Linked DNA regions of Mus musculus: all the other regions are linked to region 1. Evidence: chromatin contacts called from public HiChIP or PLAC-seq data. All regions are on one chromosome and are shown on one strand. The core of a region is the stretch at or near the end of the contact, and the rest is flanking DNA. Distances in the headings are between cores, read along the strand shown.

Region 1 (6,125 bases), core at 1,241-3,740:
ATAGTCACATCTTATTAATACTTACCTCACTCTTTGGAGCTTAGGCAGAAAATCCATTATTTATGGTTGAGTATTCACCATTTATGTGTAAGTAAGGACATCTGTATGCCATTGAATATGTGGTTGTGAAGTAATTAAAACAGTTTACAGTGTAAAATGAAAGACATTTCTCTATTTTAAACATGCAATAGAGAAATGGCATTTTATATATTGTTTAGAAAGATTTATTTATTTATTTAATGTATGTGGGTACACACTGTAGCTGTACAGATGGTTGTGAGCCTTCATCTGGTTGTTGGGAATTGAATTTAGGACCTCTGCTCGCTCCAGCCAACCCCATTTGCTCTGGTTGGCCCCACTTGCTCCATCCCAAAGATTTATCTATTATTATAAATAAGTACACTGTAGCTGTCTTCAGACACACCAGAAGAGGGCGTCAGATCTCATTATGGATGGTTGTGAGCCACCATGTGGTTGCTGGGATTTGAACTTAGGACCTTCGGATGAGCAGTCAGTGCTCTTACCTGCTGAGTGCTGAGTCATCTCACCAGCATTTTATATTCTAACTAGATTCAATAGACACTTTTGTTTTGTTTTGTTTTGTTTGTTTTTTGTTTGTGATGAAGAATACTAAGGGGTTTTTACTTAGTTAGCAGTAAGCAAGATGAACTGAATATATTGTATCAAGAGGCATCGAGATTGCATGGCTGTAACTCAGGTGGTGATGAAGGAGGATAACCATCCCCTGGAGGCTAACCTGAGCTACACAGCAAGACCCAACCCAAAAGCAGCCAGCCAACCAAACCAAACTCAAACCCAAAGGCCCGTGAAAAATTGAATTCTGATGATTAGTGCCCCATAAGGACCTTATGGAACATGAAAACAATAGGAAGAACAAAGAGAACGAGCAGGTCAGAACCACACTTACCCAAATTAAAGTCTCCCAGCTTGGAAGATCAAATCATACATTACCTCAAGTAACTCATATTTGTCTGCAAGGTGTCAGCTGACCCCTTTTCTTTAATATCTCACTTCCCACCCCCACCCCCTTTTAAACAGAAAGACCTTTGATTGTGGTGGCCAATAATTTGAAGTTTTGAAGAATTAATTGGCCCTATTATACATGAAGACATAGTAATCCCCCTTCACTTTTGGAAGCCTCGGAGAGAGTTTGAGAATTTCAAGTTGAAATATCACCCCCTTTCACAAAATTCTGTATTTAAGGATAGTATTTTTCAGAATTTAAAAAAATTTTTTACTGGAAACTTAATATTACAGCATTCCCCTTCAGGGTTTATGGTCAAGCTTTTTTAAATATATGTTTTATTTCTTTAACTGGCAGATGTTTGAAAGATGAGAGTAGGATTAATCCTCATATTAATTTTTAAATACATCTCATTCTTCCAAAGAATGCCGAGAAAAAGAACCAACTCTCCATGTAGTAACTGGCAAGGAAGGAAATAGGGCTCCTACCATGGCAACTCCCTGTCAGGGATGCTTAGTGTTGTTTCTGTCCAGGTTCCTCACTGCTGAGAACAAATAGCCAACAATACTGAGAGACGGGGAGGTTTCTTCTGGCTAACAGTTTCAGGGATACAGTTATTGCAGGAGAGGAGAGGAGAGGAGAGGAGAGGAGAGGAGAGGAGAGGAGAGGAGAGGAGAGGAGAGGAGAGGAGAGGAGAGGAGAGGAGGCAGCTGGTTAAACCGGGTCTGCAGTCAGGAAGCAGGGGAGCCACACATAAATGCCGAGACTACACTTGCTTTTTCCTTTTGCTCCACTGTGAGAACACAGCAGACCTCAAAACACAGCAGTTTGGGAACCAACACACACGTCTCTTTGTGTCTGGCAATTGATGTAAGCTCCATGGTTTTTGCTTTTTTTCTAGCTCCTTTAATTGATTGATTGATTGATTGATTGATTGATTGATTTCTGAGACTGGATTTTGCTCTGTAAGCCAGGCTTGTGTAGAACTCCAATTTTGGCTGGCCTGGAATTGGAGAAGTTCATATTCTCATTATACAGAGTGCTTAATGGCACCGTTATGCTCAGGTCATTCATTCATTCATTCATTCATTCATGCATGCATGCATGCATGCATGCATGAGATAGGAGTTTTCTGTGTAGCTCAGAATTTCCCTCCAACTTCAAATTCTCCTTCCTCAGCTTTCCTGGCAATGAAAATACAGGCCTGCGCCATTATGCGCAAGTTATATTGGCTGTTGTTAATATTTATGTTAGGAAAAGAAAATAGTCTCTGTTTTACATACAATCTACTTGGAATCATTTTTTTTTTTTAAAGTTAAGTCGGGGTGAGGGGTGTGTGCAGGTTAACAAGCAAACGCAATTCCTCCAGCTAACGCCAAGGGGCACCCTCTCCTTCCCCTCGGTTTCTGGAGCGCCTTGAGTTCTTTCCATCTGCACAAAGAGCCCGGCCTCCTCCCGGGTGACATCACAAAGGGTCGTTCTCCGCCCCTTCGGCGCCACCACGTGTGTCCCCGAGCTGAGTGGCCATCCGACTCAGTCCCTCGCCGGCCGGTCTAGGCAGCGGAGGAGGCGAGTGCTTGATAGTGGCTGGAAGCTTCGCTATGGGAAGTCGCTCTTTAGCACTGTCGCGGCTAGCCCTGCTCTCTGGTTCTCCGCAGCCGCTGTCGTTGGAGAGCACCGGGAGGCGCGGGTTGCGAGCGCGCCTGCTTCTCACCGCCCGGGCGCCAGCGCCCCTGGGCAGGTGCTGAGCGCCTTTCGGAGCCTCCCCTGCTGCCTCCCTCTTCCGCCTGGGTGCCTGGCTGCTGCAGTGCACATGGGCTGCTGGAGGTAGATGGGCTCACCGCCCGTGAGGCGGCGGTGGATGCGGCGCTGGGCAGAAACAGCCACCAATTCCAGCTGCCGTGGGGCCGAGCGCCCCGGGCGCCGCTGCGAGCCCCGAGCTCGGCCATGGGGACCCGGGCAAGCAGCATCACCGCCCTCGCCTCTTGCAGCCGCACCGCCGGCCAAGTCGGAGCCACGATGGTCGCCGGCTCTCTTCTCCTGGTGAGCGATAGGAGGGGACCCTAGGGTGGCGGCTACGTTCGAGCCTGTGTCCGGGAGCCGGGCGGGTCCTCGGGCCCGTAGTGCCGGAGGCGCGCGGTGGGACCAGACGGGTTGGAAGGGTTGGTTACAAGGCAATAGCCAGACCGAGGAGGACTCCTACTAGATCGTGTGTGTGTGTGTGTGTGTGTGTGTGTGTGTGTGTGTGTGTGTGGTGAGCTAAGGCTAGTGAGTGTTAAAGAATTATTTTTCTTGCAATCTGGCTGCTTGAAGGAGGCGCGAGAGGTGTCCGCCTCGAGGTCCTGCGCATTTTTGGGTTTTTGCCCCCGACTCGGCCTATCTCGCACCCCAACACCCAGCCTCACCCCAATATCATTCGCTGCCAGACCCTCGGCGCGGTGCGAGGCCCGAGTAGTCCTGTCAGTAGCCAGCTGCCGGTTGTGGCCGCTCCTTTGTCGCTACTGCAATGTCATGTCCGGATGCTACCGCAGTGGAGACAGCCGGATCGGTGCGCTCCGGACGCGAGCAACCGCTGCATGCTTCCGCGCGCGAAGCTTTCCGGAGTAGGGCGCAGGCCACCCCTTGCTTCAGCTTCCTTGCTTCTCTCCTCCCTCTTAGTTCAGATGGGTCCTGATTTCTGCAAGCCAAAAGAAGAAGAAGAAGAAGGAGCCCGGGTGGGTGGTGGGGGTGGGGTGGGAGGGGGAGGAGGAGAAGAAGGACCCAGAGACCCAGGCGCCTCTAAAGCACAGGCTTGGAGCCAACCGGCGCTGTGGCTCTCAGTCGAGGGGGAGGGGAAAGAGCTACATAAAGGACGATTAATTTTCCCCATCCTTTTCTTATTTCTCCCTTTCTGTGTTTAGACATGTCACCAAGCAAGATGATGCAGGCTCTCTCAGCACCCAAATCTGGGGCGTGCCCGGATTGCAATCCTCCATCACTTTATCTGATCAAAACCTGACATCATCCCTTATCCAAAACTTACCCCCAGCTGGCCCTTTATTTCCAATATTGGGGCCAAGTGGGGAATTAGGTGGAAGAAAATTTGAATTCAAACCCTTGAGATGCTATAAACCAATCATGTCTTTCATCCCTGCAGGGAGGATGAAGGTTGTTAGCTAAAAACTAAACAAAAACAAAAAAGAGCTTGTTTTCATGGTTGGGCTGTGTAAGGGAAGGCAGGCCTCTTGTCTCCTTCCTCTAAAGGGCTTACTGCCTGGCCAGCCAAGATCTACTGCTTCCATCCCAAGGCATGACAGTTGCTATGGCCTGGGAATTCATTCTACAGACATTCTGGTTCTCTCTGTCTCTCTCTGTCTCTCTCTCTGGCTGACTCTCTTTCTGTGTGTGTGTGTGTGTGTGTGTGTGTGTGTGTGTGTGTGTGTGTGTGTGTGTGTGTGTGTTTAGGGAGAGAGAGAGAGAGAGAGAGAGAGAGAGAGAGAGAGAGAGAGAGAGAGAGGGCTAAAGAAAGTTTGTTGTTCTTAGCATTTATGAGGTAAATCTCAGTGTCCCTTGAGAGACGCTTTTCTGTCTTTTTATAACAATGGCAAAGTCCAAGCCCTTTAAACAAGTGTGGATAGTAAATAATCAGAGAGTCTTTGGGACCGTGGACTTGAATTGACAGTCTTAGATTGAACGAGTTCAAGGAAGCACTGATCCTAATGACCTGAGTTAGGTCCCTTGCTGAGTTCCCTCCAAAGGTCTTAGACCTGCTTCCGTGATGAGCATATACTGCCGTGTGTCCCTGCTCCACACAGATACAATCCTTATACAATACTTATAGATCAGTCCACTCAAATCCAATCTAAAGTTAGTGCTCAATGTATAGTCGTAATCTGGAATTATTTTTTAACTTTTAGCCTGATATATAGGTCCTTGAAGGTCTCAGCATAGTAAAACCATATGCTTTAAGTAACCAAGAAAGGGCCTAGTTCTTTTTATTAAATGATCAAACTCAATGTACCCACAGATTGCACCCAGATTTGCAACTGATGACCTACAGTATAAGTTTGACAGTTTGATGAAGTTTATGAAAGGTATTTTAGAGACAATCTCAAGGTGACGATGCTACAGGGTTCCTTGATTTCCTGGTAACTATGGCAAAAGGGCTTTCTTTAAATTGATGGAGTAGGAGGAGGGTGAGCTGACCATCCTGGAGTGTGGGAATACTCCAGGAAACATCAGGAGCTATGCAATGACCTTCTCCATCCCCACTTTGGACGGTCCAGTCATCAGGACGGGCCCTGTTTCTGTATACAACAGTGATCTGGTGACTCTGTTCTCAGGAGAATTGGTCCCATTGGTAATCTTGGCCACATTAACAGCAGACACCAGGTAGGACAGCTCAAGTAAACATGGTGTGAGGTACCTAGAAGAATAATGGGGGATACAGGAAGGTTAATGCTATGTATATACAGGGTGGTTAGATAAAGAAATAATGATGGCTTCCAATTGCCCTTCTCTCATTTTTTTTTCATAGCAGTCTTTGTTGTTTTTTGTGGCTCTTTTTTTTTTCTATCAGCATGAAGAGCTTACTATAGGCTCTGATATGTATGCCTATCATATGAACTTGTCAAAAGAGCAGCGAGCTAATTTATACAGAATATGCCACTATCCCTGTCAAACGGGTGTCACCTCCATTCTACGGATGAGAAAATAGTCTCCAAGAATCTTACTGGTCTGTTGTAGTATGTGGTGACTCTGGGCTGGAACTCCTTGGCTCCTACTCTCTCTCACCCACGTACCACACTGCCCGTTTCACAACTTCAAGTTGTTTGGTGAGTGTAAGGACAGAGAAGGACTGCTGGCAGGTAGCTGAGACGGTGGCTTGATTAATTGGGGAATATAAGTGAGACGTTCACAAGGACCTTTGGAGTGAGTCAGTCTAGTTGCTGGCATTTCTATTGCTGATGTGTTGATGTGACCGTGTCATGTTTGGAAGTTACTCACAAACTGAAATGCAGCATACACGTTCCAGGCCAAAGTTCTGTAAATGAGACATTTAGATCTGTAGTGGTTTAGGGATTGTCCTAGAAGGACTTGCTTACTGCAATGCTGGATGCAGTCAGAGGTGCCTCTTGCCTTTAGGGAGCTTGGTTTGACT
Region 2 (6,125 bases), core at 1,861-4,360, 200 kb after region 1:
GGGATCTGATGCTCTCTTCTGGTATGCCTGGAGAGGGCTATAATGTACCTTCAGACATAAAATAAATTCTAAAAAATTGTTAAATAGAAAAGAAAGAGAGAAGCAGATGCCTATCTGCTTTTCAAAAATTTCCAAGTTGTCTTCACGAATCCTGATCTAACAGCATCTATTGATCAAGTGTGATTGCCACAGCCATGGATGTTCAACCTGCACTGTTATGTGTATTGGTCAATACAACCGTGTGCAGAGTCCACTCTTATTCCTTATTTCCTGAAGAAACTGCATACATTTCCGGAGGTTTCCCAGATCATAGAACTCCAACATCTGCCTGCCTGGCCCCAGAGCTGAAGAATTTCACTGCAGTAATTTATCCAAGGACACGTGCTCCTTGGGAAGCTTTGTACCATGTAAAACCAGCATCCTTTGTACCATGCAAAACCAGCATCCTTTGTACCATGCAAAACCAGCATCCTTTGGTGTCTAACTTTTTTGAAATGTATAATTTAGAGTTATTGTGATTTACCCCACCAAGGCCCTGATGGAAGGTGATGGATAGAGGGTATGGAAGGACTCTGGGTATGGAAGACAGGAGTGATGGTGGAGGCCATTGATCTAATATCTAAGGAGCCTAACCCCTCTGCCTCTTATAGCCAATCTCAAATCTGAGGTGACCTTCTATACATTCAGCAGAGTTGTGTGGACTCCCCTCTACCCTCTTGTCTCCCGAGTATGCAGTTCCTAGTCAGCTAAAATGAACAACAAACCCAAACAGAAACCCTACACTTGAGAGTCCCTGGTAACTGCAAAGAATTTCTCTGGGTCAGAGATCAATAATTTCCTTTTCTCTCCTGATGAAGAAACAGGCTGTAAATATTTTCATCTATGTGAACCACAAGGCCTCCCCAGAACAAGCATGTGGCTTTGCTGTGGAAGGCAGGAGCTGATGTGGGCGTTTCTCTGACATAGCGTGGCTGGATTTGGCCTGTGGGTTGTGGCTTTCCAACCCTTCCTTCAAAGTTAGCAATTGAGTCTTTGGCACCAGCAGCAACAGAACAGTAATGCGCTGTTTTTAAAATTTCCTGACACCTTGAATACATTTTTCCCCTGCTATGTGTTCACATGCTTTAAAAAAAGCTATGAAAAGTTCTTGACCATCTCATCCAAATCGTTAGACACTCCTTCAGTCGAATGCATTATTGGGTTGGGATTTCGTCTTACGGATATATAAAGAAGTGAGTTTGCACAGTACTATGGCCAGGCACCTCACCACACTGTGTGTTCTGTCTCTCTCATGCACACCTATGCAGGACAGACATCAATGGCAAACTTTTCATTCTATAGATACATCATTTATAACAAAGTTTATTAAAACATCAATAGTTGATTAGTCACAGTACAATTATCAATGTTTTGGTTTATTTTTGAAGATAGGGCTCCTCTGTGTAACTTCGACTGTCTCAGAACTCGCTCTGCACACCAGGCCGGCCTCAAACTCAGAGATCCACCAGCCTCTGCCTCCTGAGTGCTGGAATTAAAAAAGTAAGCGCCACCACTGTCCCGCCAATTGTTCTTTTTAATGTTCTTTTGGTGTGTGCACACATATGGAGACCCGAGGCCACAGTCTACCTTTTTATTTTATTTTTTGAGAAAGGAACACAAATGACCCAGAAATCACTGACTGGATGAGGCTGTTTGGGCATTAAGCCCCAGGGAGCTACTGTTTCACACCTCAAGCGTGCTGGTATCGGAAGCATACACTACCATGTCTGGCTCACTTTATATGGGTTCTGGTGATGTCACTGGGGTCTCTCTAGCCCTTAAGAACACTAAAAAAAAAACATTTTTCTGAATTGTGAGTAGAGAGTATGCATTCATTTTTGTCCATAGGACAAATGAAAACCATGAAGTCCTGTTCAGTATATCATATACTAGGAGGAGAAAGAATTTTGAAGAGACTTGGGATTCGGGAAGAAATGCTGGAAGAAAAGCAAGCCTGGAATCTTCCCATACTCCATTTTCCAAGGGAAGGTTGGGTGTAAATACTGGGAACACTTAAAGATAGCATTGTGCTTCCTTTTTGGAATTCCTCAAGGGAAAACACAGGGACAGGGAGCAGAAGTGTCAGGCTGACAAGCGACCTTCCCACGCCGTCCTGTGTTCAGAAGAGGAAAGATTGCTCTAAATATTTGAATGAAGGAAAATGAGATTTAAAATGAGCTCCTGGCTGTGTGTTTGTTTTAAAGAACTACTAACATGCTCCCTTTTCCTTAGCTTGGAGTGATCTCAGCCTAATGCGCTAAAAAACCCCAAATCTGCCTTTTCCAAAAGGTTGTGGGAAATAGAAGGGATAGAAGACCTGGGCTTCTTCGTGCAGTTCACCCAATCCCTATTCACTTCGTCCTCACAACTGACCTCTGTTCATGATAAGGGCAAATAATAGATTAACTCAGAAATCCCTTCCTTTGGAGCATTGTCTACTCTTTGGGGATATTGTCTATTCTTTGGGAACACTACCTACACCTTGAGAAGACTGACTATACTATGGGAGCACTACCTACCTTTTGGGAGCACAGCCTATCTCTTCAGAGTACTGCCCAAACCATGGGAACATTATCTATCCTTCAGGGTCACTTCTATTCTCTGGGAGCACTTTATATCTTGGGAGCACTGCCTACCTATTGGACAACTGTCTAACCTTTGTGAGCTTTGCCTCACACAGTGGTCCTCGTCCTTGACTGCACATGAGCCATACTGGGGTATCTACTGGCTTCAGATCTCAGGGGTAGATGCTGCTCGTGATAGTTCTCTTTAAAGTTACCCAGGCAGTGCCATTACTAAGCAGAGGTTAAGAATGGTCCAAGGGCAGATGATCTACTAGTCCTGACAGTTTCATGTCCTATGACAGGAGTGCTAGTCACAGAGTAGGAGGAAGAGCTCAGTCGTGCATTTGAAAGGGATGTTCTCTGTAAGACTCGCACTAGAAGGGATGCCCTTGCTAAATCTCAAAGAAAGATGGGTAATTGTTTACCAAGCCAGACAAAGGTGGGTGCGGTAGGGTGCATTCCACCAAAGGAGTGAGCCACGATAAGGCAAAGTAGTGTGATGTGTCAGGGTGGACCCTGAAGCTGTGCTTGAAGGGATGGGCAGTTTATCTTTCTGCTTGAGTGACAAAACTCCACAATAAGATGATTCACATATCAGAAATGCATTGTGTCACAGTTCTGGAACCTGGGATTTCTATCTTAAGGTATCTGAAAGGTTGGTCTTCTTTTCTGGTGATGTTCTTGCTAAGTTGTCAGCCCTCCATCCTGGGTGAAGCTACAGAAAGCGTCTGTGTCCTTAGTGGCCTGCTGGCATTTCCACCAAGTGACCCTATCACCTTCAACTTGCTGCCTTAGTTTGCTTTCTGTCGTTTTGATAACTATGGTGACCAAAAGCAATTTAGGGAGGAAAGGGTTTTTTTCATCTTACACTGTCCATCATCAAGGGAAGCCAGCCAGAGCACGAACTCAGGGCAGGAGCTTAGAGAGGAAACCGTGGAGAAGTGCTGTTTATTGTGGTGGAATAATTAATATCTTGTATAGTTTTCTAACTCAGCTAGTTCCCAAGGAATTGAGAGAGATCTAAGGATTTATTCAAATGAGCTTAAAAGCATAATAATTGGGCAGGTACCTTTAAACTAATTTTCTAAGCCAGTCTGGCCACCTCCCAGCTACACACCCCAAGTTCTTTGCCAGTATTTGTCATTTGTCCTGACTGGGCTGAATCCACTCCATCAGGCTACATTCCTGATAGGTTATTTCTCCATTGCCAATGAAAAGAACCAATTCAAGTCAGATTAGATTATATATTAAAGGCAGATTTATTGGGAAGCTGCTGTTGGACTAGTTCACTGGCCCCAAGGACCTCTGCCAGGGAAATCACTATGGGGAGGGGGGAAGGGGAAGAGAAATAAAGAAAGGGCGACAGAGTGCAGAGACGGAAGAGAGAGAAGGAAAAGGAGGGAGAGAGGAGAAAGCAAAATGTCTGGATTACATAGGGAAGAGCCTCTGGGGGAAGGGCAGCCTAGCCCTTGTGCTGGAAAGTTTAGGGCTGGGGGGCAGAGTATGCCAGGTAGGGACTGAGGGATGCTGGAAGAACCTTGAGGCTAGGTCTGCTTTGATGTGTAAAATATGCACCTCAGTCCCTTGTCCAGGGTTCCAAAACCAAACAGTTTTTCTCTGCATCCTCTCTTTCTCCCATTTCTTCTCTTCTCTTTTTATTTTTTTCTCCTTCATGGCTCCACCTCTGACCCCAAGCTTGGGAACGCCAATCTCATCTACTTCTCTTCTGCCCAATTATTGGCTGGTTTTGTTTGTTAGTTAATTTGTTTTGTTTTTTATTATTAACCAATCAACTCTAAATTGGGGAGCAAGGTTTACACAGCAAAGGTCAGTGTATATGAAAATGCACTCCTCTGGACAGCAATCAGCTCTTGGGGTTCAGAATTTAGCATCTGTATACATAGCACCAGACCAATCCCCAGTGGCTTACCGGCTTACTCATGGGCACATGCTCAGCTAGCTTTCACATACAGCCTAGGCCTACCTTCTCACAATGGGCTGTGTCCTCCCACGTCAGTCATCAATCCAGATAGTTTTTCACAGACATGGTGTCTTAATTACTACTGTTCTACTGCTGTGAAGAGACACTATGACCAAAGCGACTTTTATAAAAGGCAAGATTTAATTGTAGGCCTGTTTACTATTTCAGAGGTTGGCCCATTATCATTGTGGCATCATGGATGCACATAGGCATGGTGCTGGAGCAGTAGCTGAGAATTCTACATCCTGACCCACAAGCAGCAAAAGGGAACCTGGCCTATAGCATGGGATTTAGAAACCTCAAAGCCCACCTGCAGGGACAAACTTCCTCCAACAAAGCCATACCTACTCCAACAAGGCTATACCTCCTAATCCTTCTAATCCATTCAAATAATACTACTCCCTGGTGACTAAGCTTTCAAATATATGGGCCAATAGGGATCATTTTTATTCAAACCACCACACATGGTTACAGATAAATTTGATCAAGGCAACTTTTCAACCCTCTTCCCAGGTGAGTCTAGTGTGTTTGCTAGTTTCATTTTGACACAAACTAGAGGTTTTGTTTGTTTATTTATTTATAACAGACCTCAGTTGAGACAATGTCCCTACTGTGTTGGCCTGAAGGCAAGTCTATAGTGCATTTTCTTAATTGATAATTTATGGGTTTTGTAGTTCTGGTTTGCATAAGAAATTAGGCTGAGCGAGGCTTGGAGAGCAAACCAGTAAGATGCCCTCCTCAATGGCTTTTTTTTTTTTAAGTTCCTGCCTCCAGGTTCCTGCCCTGCTTGAGTTCCTACCTTGACTTGCTGTGATGAAGGCCTGTGATGTGGAAGTATAACTCAGAAGTAAACATTTTCTTCCCAAAGTTGGGCTTTTGGTCATGATATTTTACCACAGCTATAGAAACTAAGACATTTTATGTAGTGTCAAGTAGACAATCAAACTAACTGAGGATGCTCCCCACCCCTAAATAAATTCCTTTGAACTGTAGTTGTCTCCATTTGTATTTTAAACATTACTATTCTTGGCAAATCCCCCTCATTCTTGTCAGTGCACAGGGGCTAATTTTGGAGACCATGATCCACAGTATTTTTGGCTGCTTCTCCTGCACCAGTGAAATGGCCATAACACTGGCTTAAAGGCTACTATATAAAAATGTCAGAAGTCAGAGTGGGAGAGATGGCAAGCGTATTATTGCCTTTGGGAAATTAGTGGCCTGAGTTTTCATCAAGAGAACAGCTATATAGTGGCTAGAGATGGCTCAGTGGTTAGGAATGCTTACTGCTCTTACAGAAGAACCAGGCTCAGTTCCTAGTGCCTTCATCAGGTGCCTCATAACTTCCTATAACTCCGATTTCAGGTGACCTAATGCCATCTTCTGACCTCCACATGCTCTTCAATTCGCATGGTACACAGGTTTACATATGTATGAATAAAATAAGAAAACATAAAAAATATAAAGAGAACTGCTATACAATTTCCCCTCTAAACATTTTAACATTCTCCAGGAGGTCTCCAGGAGAGGACAGCCTAAGCGTT
Region 3 (6,125 bases), core at 2,384-4,883, 180 kb after region 1:
TTAGTTAGGGTTTTACTGCTGTGAACAGGCACCATGACCAAGTCAACTCATAAAAACAACATTTAGTTTGAGCTGGCTTATAAATTCAGAGGTTCCCACCAATGTCATCAAGGTGGGAACACGATAGTGTTCAGGCCGATATGGTGCAAGAGGAGCTGAGAGTTGTACATTATCATAGGAAGGCTGCTAGCAGAATAGTGACTTCCGGGCAGCTAGGATGAAGATCTTAAAGCCCACACCCACAAGAGCACACCTACTCCAACAGGACCACACCTTCTAATAGTGCCACTCCCTGGGCCAAGCATATTCAAAGCATCACAGTATCTTAATTAGAAAAGTGGGAGCTATCCCTTGTTCATCTGTCTTAGTTGTCTTGACTGCTATAACAAAACACCTCAAACTCATTCATTCACAAAGAATTGAAATATCCATTTCAAGAATTCCAAGGCCTCAGTGGTATCAGTGAAGGAGAAAGAAACTCATGCACTATGTATCAAAAGATGGCCTAGTCGGCCATCACTGCAAAGAGAGGCCCATTGGACTTGCAAACTTTATATGTCCCAGTACAGGGGAACGCCAGGGCCAAAAAGGAGGAGTGGGTGGGTAGGGGATTGGAGGGGTGGGTATGGGGGACCTTTGGGATAGCATTGAAAATGTAAACGAGGAAAATACCTAATTAAAAAAAAAAAGAAAGAAACTCATGCACATTAAGCAGGAAGAACTACCTAACTGGATATTGATGGGGAAATTTCACCCCCAAAAGCATTGCTGCCAGATTTCAGAGGCAACAACTGGATTATAAGCATGTCAGTAAAACAAGAGGGTCCCCTGCTTGGCCTTAATATAGCGCTGGCATCCTACCCACCTTCCAGCTATTTCCATTCTTAGGAAAAATCAAACATGTGCAGCAGCAACCCAATACCATTGAAGAAGGGCCAGTGTGCTGGGCACTCTGCCTTTCACTTAAGGCTCAATTTCTTCACACCCTGATGAAGAACTATTACTCAGTAAAAAGTAACAGGTGTATGTGAAAAGACAGTCGAGAAAGGAAGGAATTCAATAGGAGATAATTATACTGAAGGAATTATGCCAGTCTGAGAAAAACAGAGGACTTTTTTTTCTCTTACTTGTAGTTCTAGATTTTATATAAACATATAACATTGTATATGTATACACAACACAACTGTAGAGCCCTAGAGTATGATTCACAGAGGTGAGATGCAGAGATGCAGAGGACCAGAGTTCCATTCCAAACACCTACATTTGGTGGCCACCAATGTCCTGGAATTTAGCTCTAAGGAGTGCTGATGATGTTTCTGGCTTCCAAGGTCACCTGTTCACACATTTAAGCACACACACACACACACACACACACACACACACACACACACACAACTTTTTTTTAAAATTCACAGACCTGTGGAGAACTTTTATGACCCTGTATGTCTCCTAAAGTCAACTTCTGAAGCTGTCAACACAACCTCCATCAATTCACCAACTGAACTTCAGGTTCACCTTTCCCCAAGATCAATGACAACTTGTTAAGACTGCTTGGTTACCCAACTGCCTATTTCTGTGCCATGGGGGCTTATGTCCCAGTAGATTGTGATTGTTTACTCCTACCTATCTATCTTTCCCCTCCCTTTGTGCATGTGTTTATGTGAGATGTGGGTGTAGACATGAATGTGTGTATGGGGTCACACATATCCATGGATGTATGTGTATCGAGATAAGAATTTTATTGTGTTCTTTACTTGAGCTCCACTTTATTTATTGAGTCAGGATCTCTTGCTGAACGTGGAAGTTGAAGTGTTGCTTCCATCAGACTGACCTGTGAAAATGTCTATAGGTACATTTTCCTGATTGATAATTGATGGAAGAATTATCTGAGGGCAATGCAATCCTTAAGCATGTGGACCTGGGCTCTGTTTAGAAAAAAATAGCTGAGCAAGGCAAAGGGAGCAAGTCAGTAAGCAAAATGTCTCAGTGGTTTTAAGTTCCTTCCTTGTGTTCCTGCCTAGGCTTCTCTTGATGATGGACTATGAGCTGTTAAAATGAAATAAACCTTTTCTTCCTGTGGTGGTTTAAATATGCTTGGTCCAGGGAGTGACACTATTAGGACATGTGGTCTCATTGGAGTAGGTGTAGCCTTGTCAGAGGAAGTCTGTCACTGTGGGGGTGGGCTTTGAGTCTCTTCTCTTAGTTGCCTGGGAGACAGGCAGTCTTCCCTAGATGCCTTCAGATCAAGAACTCTCAGCTCCTGCTCCAGTACCATGTCTGCCTACATGCTGCCAAGCTCCCACTTTGATGATTATAGACTGAATGTCTGAACCTGTAAGCCAGCCCCAATTAAATGTTGTTCTTTATAAGAGTTGCCTTGGTCATGGTGTCTGTTCACAGCAGTAAAACCCTAAGACACCTACTAAGATGCTTTTGGGTCACAGTCTATCCCTTGTGGAGAGCTTTTGGTGCCCCTTATAGAAATTGGGCAAGTACTTATCACTGGGCTTGGAGGAGAAAGTAGGATCTGATGAGAGTATTTGCATTTGGGCTAATGCAAGGATCAAAGTAAGCACAGCCAAGGAATGTGGGACTTCTCTTTTAACTTAGTCATCCTGATAAGCCCCTAGAAACATTGACCAGTGGGTTTTGTTTATTGCCTTGTCTGATCTCTTTGTTTATTACCTTGCTTGATTACTTTATCTTTGATCTAAGACCTGACTCTATTCTCTGTAAGTACTTAGAATGGTATAAAAGCTGACTGGGAAAAAATAACCCTGCTTCAGCCTCAGCACTGGCTGGAGTCATGTTATAACGTTGCCTAATTGTCTTTTTCTCTTCAATCCTCCCTCCCTTGAGGCCCTGTTGACTGACGGAGCTGACTTGGTCAGACGGCTCCTCAACATCGGAGTTCAAGTAAGGGGATACAATGAAGGACACCATGGGAAGAAAAGCTCTAGCAAAGCCAGTAAAGGCAAAGGAAAATAAAGAAGATTTGGGCCAGTGGTGAATAAACTTTGTGAAAAGGGACAAGATATTGGTAGAATGTATTTTTGTGTATGTGTTTAGAGTTATGCTAAAATCTAGAGGAGTGAAGATAATTCACATAGATGGGTTTAGGTTTTGGACCCTAGTTAGAGATAGTTTAACCCTGGATGTGAGAGAAAGAATGGGTTTCAGAAAAGCAGTCCTCCCCCTGTCTGGGATGGTTTGGCAAAAGGGGAGAAACATGAACCTAGGCTGTTCCAGCGCTCCCCTAGGGGCAGGAGGAGGTCGAGAGACACCTTGCCTCCTCTCTGGCTCCTGTTCTGACTCTTTTAGGTAGGGTATCTGGGTCCCTTTGACACATCTAATTTTCTTCCCTCTCTGTCTATTGTCTGTCCTTGGAGTGCCAATCTGTCCATATCTGTCAGTTTATGTATGTGTTTTTGATTCATTGATTGTTGCTCTGTGTTTCATGTTGAAAAGGAAAAAAAAAAGTTTACAACTTCATCTGCTAAGTCATTCACCACTTGATTTAGTTTTAACTCCTTTCAAAAACAGAAAACAAAAAGCAAACCAAAGACAGTCTCAATTTGCACAACAAAACCTGGTAAGTAGCCCAGCACTGGTAGCTAGGAATCAAGCACAGCTGGAGAAGCCCTGCAACGGCTGACTATTTTCACAAGCTTCTCTTAAAGGGGTCAGCAACTTCTCAGCTTCTGTGTAAGGGAGCAGATGGTTGTTTCTTCTAGAAAAATCTCCAAGACTGTGATTATTGGGTTCAGCAGGTGACAAGGTGCTCCTCCCTTGAAATTGCAGCTAGAAAAAGTAAGAAAAATTTGTCTAGTCTAAATATATAAAATGAGTGTGGTCACTCACTTTATGTTTGATTCTTTTTTTTTTAAGATTTATTTTATTTATATGGGTACACTGTATATGTTTTCACACATACCAGAAAAGGGCATCGGATCTCATTACAGATGGTTGTGAGCCACTATGTGGTTGCTGGGAATTGAACTCAGGACATCTGGAAGAGAAATCATTGCTCTTGACCACTGAGCCATCTCTCCAGCCCCTTTATGTTTCATTCTGACTGGTCTTAATGCCATGAACTGGGCCCAGTCGGCCCCTCTCAATCCGTGGGAATCAGGGGTTCTGGCAGGTGTGCATGGAGTTGGCAAGAATTGACTGACAGACACAGACATGAGAGAGTGTACTGGATCTGAATGTAATGTCAAATTGAGCATCAAACTTTTTATACAGAATAAAATAGGGAAGGTAGGTGACACATTGGCAAGGTACAATGAGGTTACCGGATGCTTAATGACTCTAACACAAAACAGAGGAATGCAAACACAAAGACTGGCAGGAACTGGGCAATAAAACAACTGAGACAAAGTCAGCTCTATCTAAGGTCAGCTGTATTCTTAGAAGCCAGGTGTGAGGTTTTTACACTCCCAGGGCAAGGGCTTTCACGCCCAAGTCATGGTTCTAATTAGGGAGTTCCACTCTAGCTAACCTTCTCATGAATAATGCAATACTCTAAAACCACAGCCAGATCTACTTCCTAAACCATTGTAAATACCTATATTTCGGAGTGACTTGGCTTTTATTCTAAGTGATAGTGTGTGTGGGACTTTCTACTAATAAGTAATGTAGTCTGCCATACATAACTATAATAAGAATTCTAAACTTACTTTGCTAAGCTTGCTCTGAGATTTCTAACTCTATGTAGTAAGTAGATAGTAATGCCTGATTTCTTTCAGTATCTCTCTTACAATACTAGAGGCAATTCTGAATGTCACTGAATAGGCAACATTCTTACTGAATTCCAAGCCCAGGGTTGGCTCAAGGACTACCTAGGGCATTGGTGAAGGCCAGGAAGCAAAGTTCAATTATGCTTAGGTATTTGGCAAGTCATTGCTTGGAGGCACCTAACAATACTGAAAGGAAGCACACAGATCCATTCCCAAGGACAAAATTGGAACATACGTGCTATGATATGCCACAGTTCCAGGAGACTAAGCTTCCATGAAACTCTTCGCCTCGGGACTGCTTCCAGGTTTCTAAGCCTGTCAAGCAAGTCACTACTGGAGTGGATGTAGCATCTTAAATGTATAAATATGTTCTGTATGTCTTGGTTCTAGATTGTTGGTTTATAAGTTATTGGGTATGATTAAAAATTTGTAACATTGGTAACAGAAAGTTGGCTTAAAACTGGTAACTCAGGGATGGAGTCATTCTAGACAACAACACATGGCATGAACCAACCTAGGAAAATAAGTCTCTATAGATACCTCTACATTGGGATAATATTTTATGTAATTCTTGTCCTAGATACAGACTTATAAAAGATAGGATTTAAAATAATGTGGTATTAAAAGCTGCACTATCATGCATTCATATATAAAAAGCTGGCAGCCAAACTTTGTAACATGAAAGTAATGTACTTGGTATTGATTTTAGGGAGAATGGGTTGTTTACACTGTTAAAAATTGGGGTCTGCTTCCAAAATTATGGTTATGCTCTAATATTGCAAAATAAACTTAAAAATTATAGTGCAACTGTCAATGTTCCATTAGCTGCAGTCTATAATTCAATCACAAGCTCAAGATTTTAATTTACCCACATTTGTAATTAAGAAGAAATCAGGCAAGTAGAGATTATTGAAAGATTTATGAAAGGTTAATGAAACTAGGAATTTATGGCAGAATTACAACCTGGCTTACCTACTCCAGCTGCAATTCCAAAAAAAAAAAACCATAAAAAATAATTATAAAATTAAAAGATTGTTTTTATACTATTTCTTTGCATCCTGATGATTGTAAAAGGTTTGCATTTAGTGTGCCTGCCTGTAATTTTAAAGAACCCATGAAGTAATAGATATCACTGGGAAGTTTTGCCTCAAGGAATGGCTAATAACTCTATATTATTTTTTAAAAAATTGTTGCTGCTTCAATACAAGACGTTAGGACTTTGAATCTTTCCGTGTATATTATTCATTATGTGGATATTTTATTAGCTGATACCTCTGAAGGGGTTTTACTACAAGCCTTTGCTTTTATACAACAAGTTTTAAATTTTGGGGGAGTAGTTGTTGCTCCAGAAAAGATTCAAAGACAATATCCTTTTCAATATTTGGG
Region 4 (6,125 bases), core at 2,597-5,096, 160 kb after region 1:
TCTCTTAATACCACCCACGGTTCATTGTTTTCTGGCTTCTCCTTCCTTCCTTCCTTCCTTCCTTCCTTCCTTCCTTCCTTCCTTCCTTCCTTCCTTCCTCCCTTCCTCCCTTCCTCCCTTCCTCCCTTCCTCCCTTCCTCCCTTCCTCCCTTTCTCCCTTCCTTGCTTTTTCTTTCTAACATCTTTTGTGTATTGAAAATGCTGATGTTTTTGCTATTTGGGGATGAGCTCTTGCAGGATAGTGTTCCCCAACTCTTCTCTTCCAAGTTTATTCTCCAGATCTTTGCATTAAGTTAGGCAGGCTCCTTTAGGGACAGAGACCGACGGCTTACTGGAGGGGAAGGCTTCAGTCCCATTAAAAGATGGTTAATGAACATTCAAAGTTAGTGTTTCTCTTTGTTTCAGCTGCAGATCTTTTGGAGAATCTTAGGAGAAAGCAGCCAAGACCACTGAATCCACCTGACCTCATTAACCTGGAGCAAACTGGGCTTATTAGAATTTAGATTGAAGGCCTCAGAGGTTAGATATTGCTCTTGGAGAAGACCTAGGTTCAGTTCCTAGCACCCACATAGGTCGGATTACAATTGCTGATAACTCCAGTTCCAGGGGATCTGTCACTTTCTTCTGACCTTCCAGGTCTTCATGCACATTGTGCACATACAGACAAGCACACGCACACACACACACACACACACACACACACACACACACACACACAAATATTAAAACTCTGGAGTGTGAACTTAGTATGCCCATAGGTAATTATGTCCATTAGCTTTCCTCATTGGACATTTTCTCTGTCACCTTTAACTCAGGATGCTCACAAATATCCCTACCCCTCTACGTACTTCCTTTATGAATTTGTATATGCCCCTTCCCTTGTTTGGGGAGCAGATGTTTCTCTACTCTTTGATCTGACTGTTGTGCTCACTGGTTTCATACTCACCAAGAGACCTGATTCGACTTAGGTACCGAGTCACCCACGTCTCTCAGGGTCAGCCTGCTCTGTCTCTCAGTTTTTGGTCTAAGAAAACAAGGCCTTCCACCCTTTTGATCAGCAGATATGAGTAAAAGAAATAAAAGTTGATGCTCTTTGTTTTCCAGGGATTCAGATAAAATGTTTGCCATATGCATGAAATAATTTTTAAGAGGTAGGTTGGTTCTTCCCCCTAAAGCAAGGTTTATCTAAGAAGAGTGCTTTTAAGGATGGTCGTGATGCTGACAGTACCTCGCATTCCTACCGTCATTTCTGGAAAAGCCATTTTAATTTTTCATCTCACCTCGCCATCTGGGAGACAAGTGAACTCAATGTTTTCCTTGCCATTTATAAAGTGAGTTAGTTAAGACTCGGGTAAGACTATTGATCTGCACCAAGATCCAATACCAGGAAAAGAGATGAAATTGGTATCCAAACTTTTGTTTCAGGACTCTGAGCCCTGGCCTCTATTGTCTCAAACACAGTTCAATCATAAACTGAGTCAATACATCTAGCACTGCCTGGCAGTATAAGGCAATTAAACTATCACAAGGCTATGGGGGTAAAGACACTATCACAAAGGTCTGGGATAAATAAACTTGAACAGGTTGATAAAGTGTGGGACTCAATCTCTAAAGGAGGTGCTGTAATCTCTCTGTAGTGGAAGGTTTACCTGAAGGAACAGATTTGAAGTTATTCCTGAAAGCATACTAAAACCAGAAGACAGTTTGGCAGTCCGAATCAAAAACTTTAACTAAAGACATGAACCACAGTACTTTCCAGCATATCACTCAGTGGCTCTAAAGTTCTTTTCCTTGTTTGAAAACAATAGAGTCCAGGGGAGGATTAAATGGTGATTTGTAAAGTGCCAGGCTCAGGGCACATTCAGTAAATGTTACCAGTGATTGCAGAATAATGGTGATAATATTTTCCTTTGTAGGAGGAAATAATGAGCACGTAGATTTAGCAACACACAGATCGTTTGTTGTGCTTTTAAAAGTCACAGTGAAAAGTTGGAAACAACTTGATGTCCAGCAAGAGGGAATTGCAGAAGAGAGTTTCCTGGTATTTCTAGGTGCTAGATCATTAGATAGCCATGTAAAAGAATAAAAGGAAATAAATATGTTATTGCCTAGCAAGATGGCCATGAATTTGTTGTTGTTGTTGTTATTAAGACAGGGTTTCTCTCTGTAGCCCTGGCTGACCTAGATCTATAGACCAGGCTGGCCTCAAACTCAAAGATCGATCTGCATCTGCCTCCTGAGTGCTGGGGTTAAAGGCTTCCACCACTGCTGCCTGGCTATAAATGTTTAAAATATATTTTCTATTAATTCTTCACAAATTCCATATATGTGTACAGTGTATTTTGACCATATTCACCCCTACTCCTCTTCCCAACCCCTTTCAGCTCCCCTGCTGCCATATTTCCATCCCTTACCAATTTTGTGTACTATTTAATTAATAGATATATACATATATATATTTAATTCTGATATATCAGCACATTATATATTATATTATATTATATGTTACATATATTATCTGTTACATAATATACATGTATACATGTATGTATATATATATATATATATATATATATATATATATATATATATATATACATATTGATGTACACCCATTCATTGGAGTCTGGATGCCTTGCCAGGGACCACTCTTAAGCAAAGTGGCCTCTCCCTGATCTGGAAGTCCCTTGACTGTTAACAGATCCTTAGCTAGGGCTGGAGACTTGGGAGCCCCATGCCTCTCTAAGCAGGAATCCTGACTTGGTCTTGGGCTGCCACTGTGAGCTCATGAGGCAGTGTTGGGGGAGGGATGCTTTATACCATCCCCTTTGTGACTGAGAATTCCACAAATGCTCATTCTCTGCACTTGGCAGTGATTTTTTACCTTTCAAAAACACTTATAAAATATTAAATCCTTTTTTTTTAAGTTTGTGCTTTTTTGATGTTGTTTAACACATATATTCATGTACAGATACAGGATAGCTTTAAAAACTAGGAGATGAATTTGCAGCTCTATGTCAACAAAACTGACATTTAAAAATTGTTTTTATTAAAATTCTTTTTATTTAAACTATCCCAGTAACAAAGGCAAGTATCATGTAAAATAAAATTGTGCTGTTTTGTTTTGTTTCTGGCTTTCTTGTTTCCTACTCTTTCCTTTGGTTTGTCAGCTCTGTGCTACCATAAGCAGACACGATCCATTCAATAGTTGACTAACAGCATTCTTTTGAGTGTTTACTGTGGCCAAGGCCCTGGTTCTAAGCACTTGATGTACAGATAAACCAGATGAACAACAATGCCCTTCAAAAGCTTAAATTCAAGGCTGGAGAAATGGCTCAGTGGTTAAGAGCACTGTCTGCTCTTCCAGAGGACCCAGGTTTGACTCCCAGCTCCCACATGGCAGCTTATAACCATCTACAGCTCCAGTCCTGGGAGGTCTGACACTCTGGTACCCACGTGGTACATATAAATATATGCAAGCGAGACATGTGCACATATAATTGAAATATAGGTATAGTGATCTTGGGATTCCAGTGTCTGAAGCAGGAGAAGGATGAGACTGAGATCAGCCTGGAATAAGATCCTCTTTTGATTAAAACAAAAGCATGTACTAGGTGACATGAACAGCACAACCGCAAGAGAAGGAGAGTAGACCAAAATTTCTAGAGGAGCTATGCCTTCTTAACAGCATTCAACCCCTCTTCTGAGAATCCCTGCAGACTGCCCTCCAGCATCACTGATTTCCATAGAGGCTGCATAGCTGTCAAAGTTCACAGTCTACTCAGAGGTAACCTGCTGTGTCAATATTTGTAATTTGTACTTCATGGTGAGTCACTTCCAGAGAATAGATTATCTACCATGGAAGGGAAAAGGTCTGGGAGTGAAAGTGAGCTGGACAAGACACAGGTGGAGGCATTAGGTTTCAACAGCTTCCTGCCTCTACAAAGCAAAGGGCAGGAATGTGTGCTGGCGTGGGCTGGAGCCCAGAACAGCCACAACTCTCAAGTGGAGGATAAGCAGAAAGCAGGGTTAGTCTCCTGTTTCTCCAGGTGGTTCTAGCTGATTCTTCTAGGTCTGGAAACAAATGTTACCTTCTATCCATTTTCTCTCCTTCTCCCCTGGCTTCCATTTTTATAGCTCAGAAGCAAATCCATCTTTTAAGAGTTGTTCTCAAGCAATCTTTGTCTAAAGCTGGATCCTCACCATACTACATCCCACTTCACCCCCACCTCCACCCTCACTGCCAATTGAGGAAGTTCTCTGAATTCTGACACCTCCATAGCATGTGATAGTCCCCTATGTTATTCCTATGCATCAATTCATTTTTACATTGTGCTGGAGAACTCCATCTCTCTTACAAGAGTAGATGATCATTAAGGTTTGGTCTATAGAACTCCAAATAGACTGGACTAGAAAAGAAATTCCTTCTGACACATAATAATCAGAACAACAAATGCACTAAATAAAGACAGAATATTGAAAGCAGTAAGGGAAAAAGGTCAAGTAACATATAAAGGCAGGCCTATTAGAATTACACCAGACTTCTCACCAGAGACTATGAAAGCCAGAAGATCCTGGACAGATGTTATGCAGACCCTAAGAGAACCCAGGCCAGGCTACTATACCCAGCCAAACTCTCAATTACCATAGATGGAGAAACCAAAGTATTCCATGATAAAGCCAAATTCACACAATATCTTTCCACAAATCGAGCCCTTCAAAGGATAATAAAGGGAAAACACCAACACAAGGACAGAAACTACACCCTAGAAAAAGCAAGAAAATAATCTTTCAACAAACCTAAAAGAAGACTGCAGCAAGAACAGAATCCAAACTTTAACAACAAAATTAACAGGAAGCAACAATTACTTTTCTTTGATTTCTCTTAACACCAGTGGACTCAATTGCCCAATGAAAAGACATAGACTAATAGACTGGCTACACAAACAGGACCCAACATTTTGCTGCTTACAGGAAACCCACCTCAGGGAAAAAGACAGACACTACCTCAGAGTGAAAGGCTGGAAAACAATTTTCCAAGCAAATGGTCTGAAGAAACAAGCTGGAGTAGCCATTCTAATATCGAATAAAATCGACTTCCAACCCAAAGTTATCAAAAAAGACAAGGAGGGGCACTTCATACTCATCAAATATAAAATCTACTAAGGTAAATTCTCAATTCTTAATATCTATGCTCCAAATATAAGGGCAGCCACATTCATTAAAGAAACTTTAGTAAAGCTCAAAGCACACATTGCACCTCACACAATAATAGTGGGAGACTTCAACACCTCACTCTCACCAATGGACAGATCCTGGAAACAGAAACTAAACAGAGACACATGGACACTAACAGAAGTTATAAAACAAATGGATCTAATAGATATCTACAGAACATCTTATCCTAAAAAAAAGGATATACCTTCTTCTCAGCACCTCATGGTACCTTCTCCAAAATTGACCATATAATTGGTCACAAAACAGGCCTCCATAGATACAAAAATATTGAAATTATCTCATGCATCCTACCTGATCACCACGGACTAAGGCTGATCTTCAATAACAGCATAAATAATAGAAAGCCAACATTCACGTGGAAACTGAACAAGACTCTACTCAATGATTCCTTGGTCATAGATGAAATAAAGAAAGAAATTAAAAACTTTTTAGAGTTTAATGAAAATGAAGCCACAACATACCCAAACTTACGGGACACAATGAAGGCAGTCCTAAGAGGAAAACTCATAGCCCCAAGTGCCTCCAAAAAGAAACTAGAGAGAGCATACACTAGCAGCCTGCAGCACACCTAGAAGCTCTAGAACTAAAGGAAGCAAATTCACCCAAGAGGAGTAGATGGCAGGAAATAATCAAACTCAGGGCTGAAATCAACCAAGTGGAAACAAAAAGAACTATTCAAAGAATCAACCAAACCAGAAGCTGGTTCTTTAAGAAAATCAACAAGATAGATAAACCCTTAGCCAGTCTAACTAGAGGGCACTTGTATCCAGTCTAACTAGAGGGACAGTATCCTACTTAACAAAATCAAAAATGAAAAAGGAGACAACAACAGATCCTGAGGAAATCCAAAACATCATCAGATCCTACCACAAAAGTCTATACTCAAC

What was found. HiChIP or PLAC-seq counts read pairs in DNA pulled down with a chosen protein or histone mark.
Region 2: a contact with region 1 is called in a FOXA1 HiChIP or PLAC-seq map of pancreatic cancer cells. The contact joins the enhancer-like site here to the promoter of Tnfrsf21 in region 1. A contact is called at or near these places in 23 of 39 promoter capture datasets (the 3T3-L1 cell line, 3T3-L1-derived adipocytes, the C10 cell line and 17 more), 6 of 15 datasets of contacts at CTCF or cohesin (CD8 T cells, embryonic stem cells, hippocampal excitatory neurons and 1 more), 175 of 484 Hi-C or Micro-C datasets (the 63-12 cell line, 8-cell embryo, the AML12 cell line and 98 more), 48 of 115 datasets of contacts at active chromatin or transcription factors (CD8 T cells, the HPC-7 cell line, PVALB interneurons and 30 more) and 6 of 9 other capture datasets (adipose tissue, embryonic stem cells, embryonic tail and 3 more).
Region 3: a contact with region 1 is called in an H3K4me3 HiChIP or PLAC-seq map of stem cell-derived neural progenitor cells, with 41 read pairs. The contact joins the enhancer-like site here to the promoter of Tnfrsf21 in region 1. A contact is called at or near these places in 6 of 39 promoter capture datasets (the C10 cell line, the HPC-7 cell line, cranial neural crest and 3 more), 1 of 484 Hi-C or Micro-C datasets (bone marrow-derived macrophages), 12 of 115 datasets of contacts at active chromatin or transcription factors (bone marrow-derived macrophages, embryonic basal ganglia, embryonic forebrain and 7 more) and 3 of 9 other capture datasets (adipose tissue, liver and pancreatic islet).
Region 4: a contact with region 1 is called in an HNF4G HiChIP or PLAC-seq map of pancreatic cancer cells. The contact joins the enhancer-like site here to the promoter of Tnfrsf21 in region 1. A contact is called at or near these places in 5 of 39 promoter capture datasets (3T3-L1-derived adipocytes, the C10 cell line, cranial neural crest and 2 more), 1 of 15 datasets of contacts at CTCF or cohesin (embryonic stem cells), 8 of 484 Hi-C or Micro-C datasets (Sertoli cells, bone marrow-derived macrophages, cerebral cortex and 4 more), 14 of 115 datasets of contacts at active chromatin or transcription factors (bone marrow-derived macrophages, embryonic forebrain, embryonic hindbrain and 8 more) and 2 of 9 other capture datasets (adipose tissue and liver).

The regions. Positions count from the first base shown.
Region 1 is chr17:43,014,065-43,020,189 of GRCm38.p6, forward strand. Tnfrsf21 (tumor necrosis factor receptor superfamily, member 21) reads left to right here and starts at 2,491. Exons shown (of 6, transcript NM_178589.3): 1 at 2,491-3,028. The coding sequence starts at 2,933.
Region 2 is chr17:43,216,816-43,222,940 of GRCm38.p6, forward strand. No RefSeq gene overlaps it. Among named protein-coding and RNA genes, the nearest start is that of Adgrf1, 50 kb to the right of the region's middle. Within about 2 kb of position 3,111, at least 8 of the 459 cell types and tissues checked have an H3K27ac peak or open chromatin away from gene starts, as enhancers often do. A contact at or near this core is called in epidermal suprabasal cells, pancreatic cancer cells and trophoblast stem cells, where this site is marked.
Region 3 is chr17:43,193,873-43,199,997 of GRCm38.p6, forward strand. No RefSeq gene overlaps it. Among named protein-coding and RNA genes, the nearest start is that of E130008D07Rik, 39 kb to the left of the region's middle. Within about 2 kb of position 3,634, at least 10 of the 459 cell types and tissues checked have an H3K27ac peak or open chromatin away from gene starts, as enhancers often do. A contact at or near this core is called in stem cell-derived neural progenitor cells, where this site is marked.
Region 4 is chr17:43,173,570-43,179,694 of GRCm38.p6, forward strand. No RefSeq gene overlaps it. Among named protein-coding and RNA genes, the nearest start is that of E130008D07Rik, 18 kb to the left of the region's middle. Within about 2 kb of position 3,847, at least 34 of the 459 cell types and tissues checked have an H3K27ac peak or open chromatin away from gene starts, as enhancers often do. A contact at or near this core is called in pancreatic cancer cells, trophoblast stem cells and uterus, where this site is marked.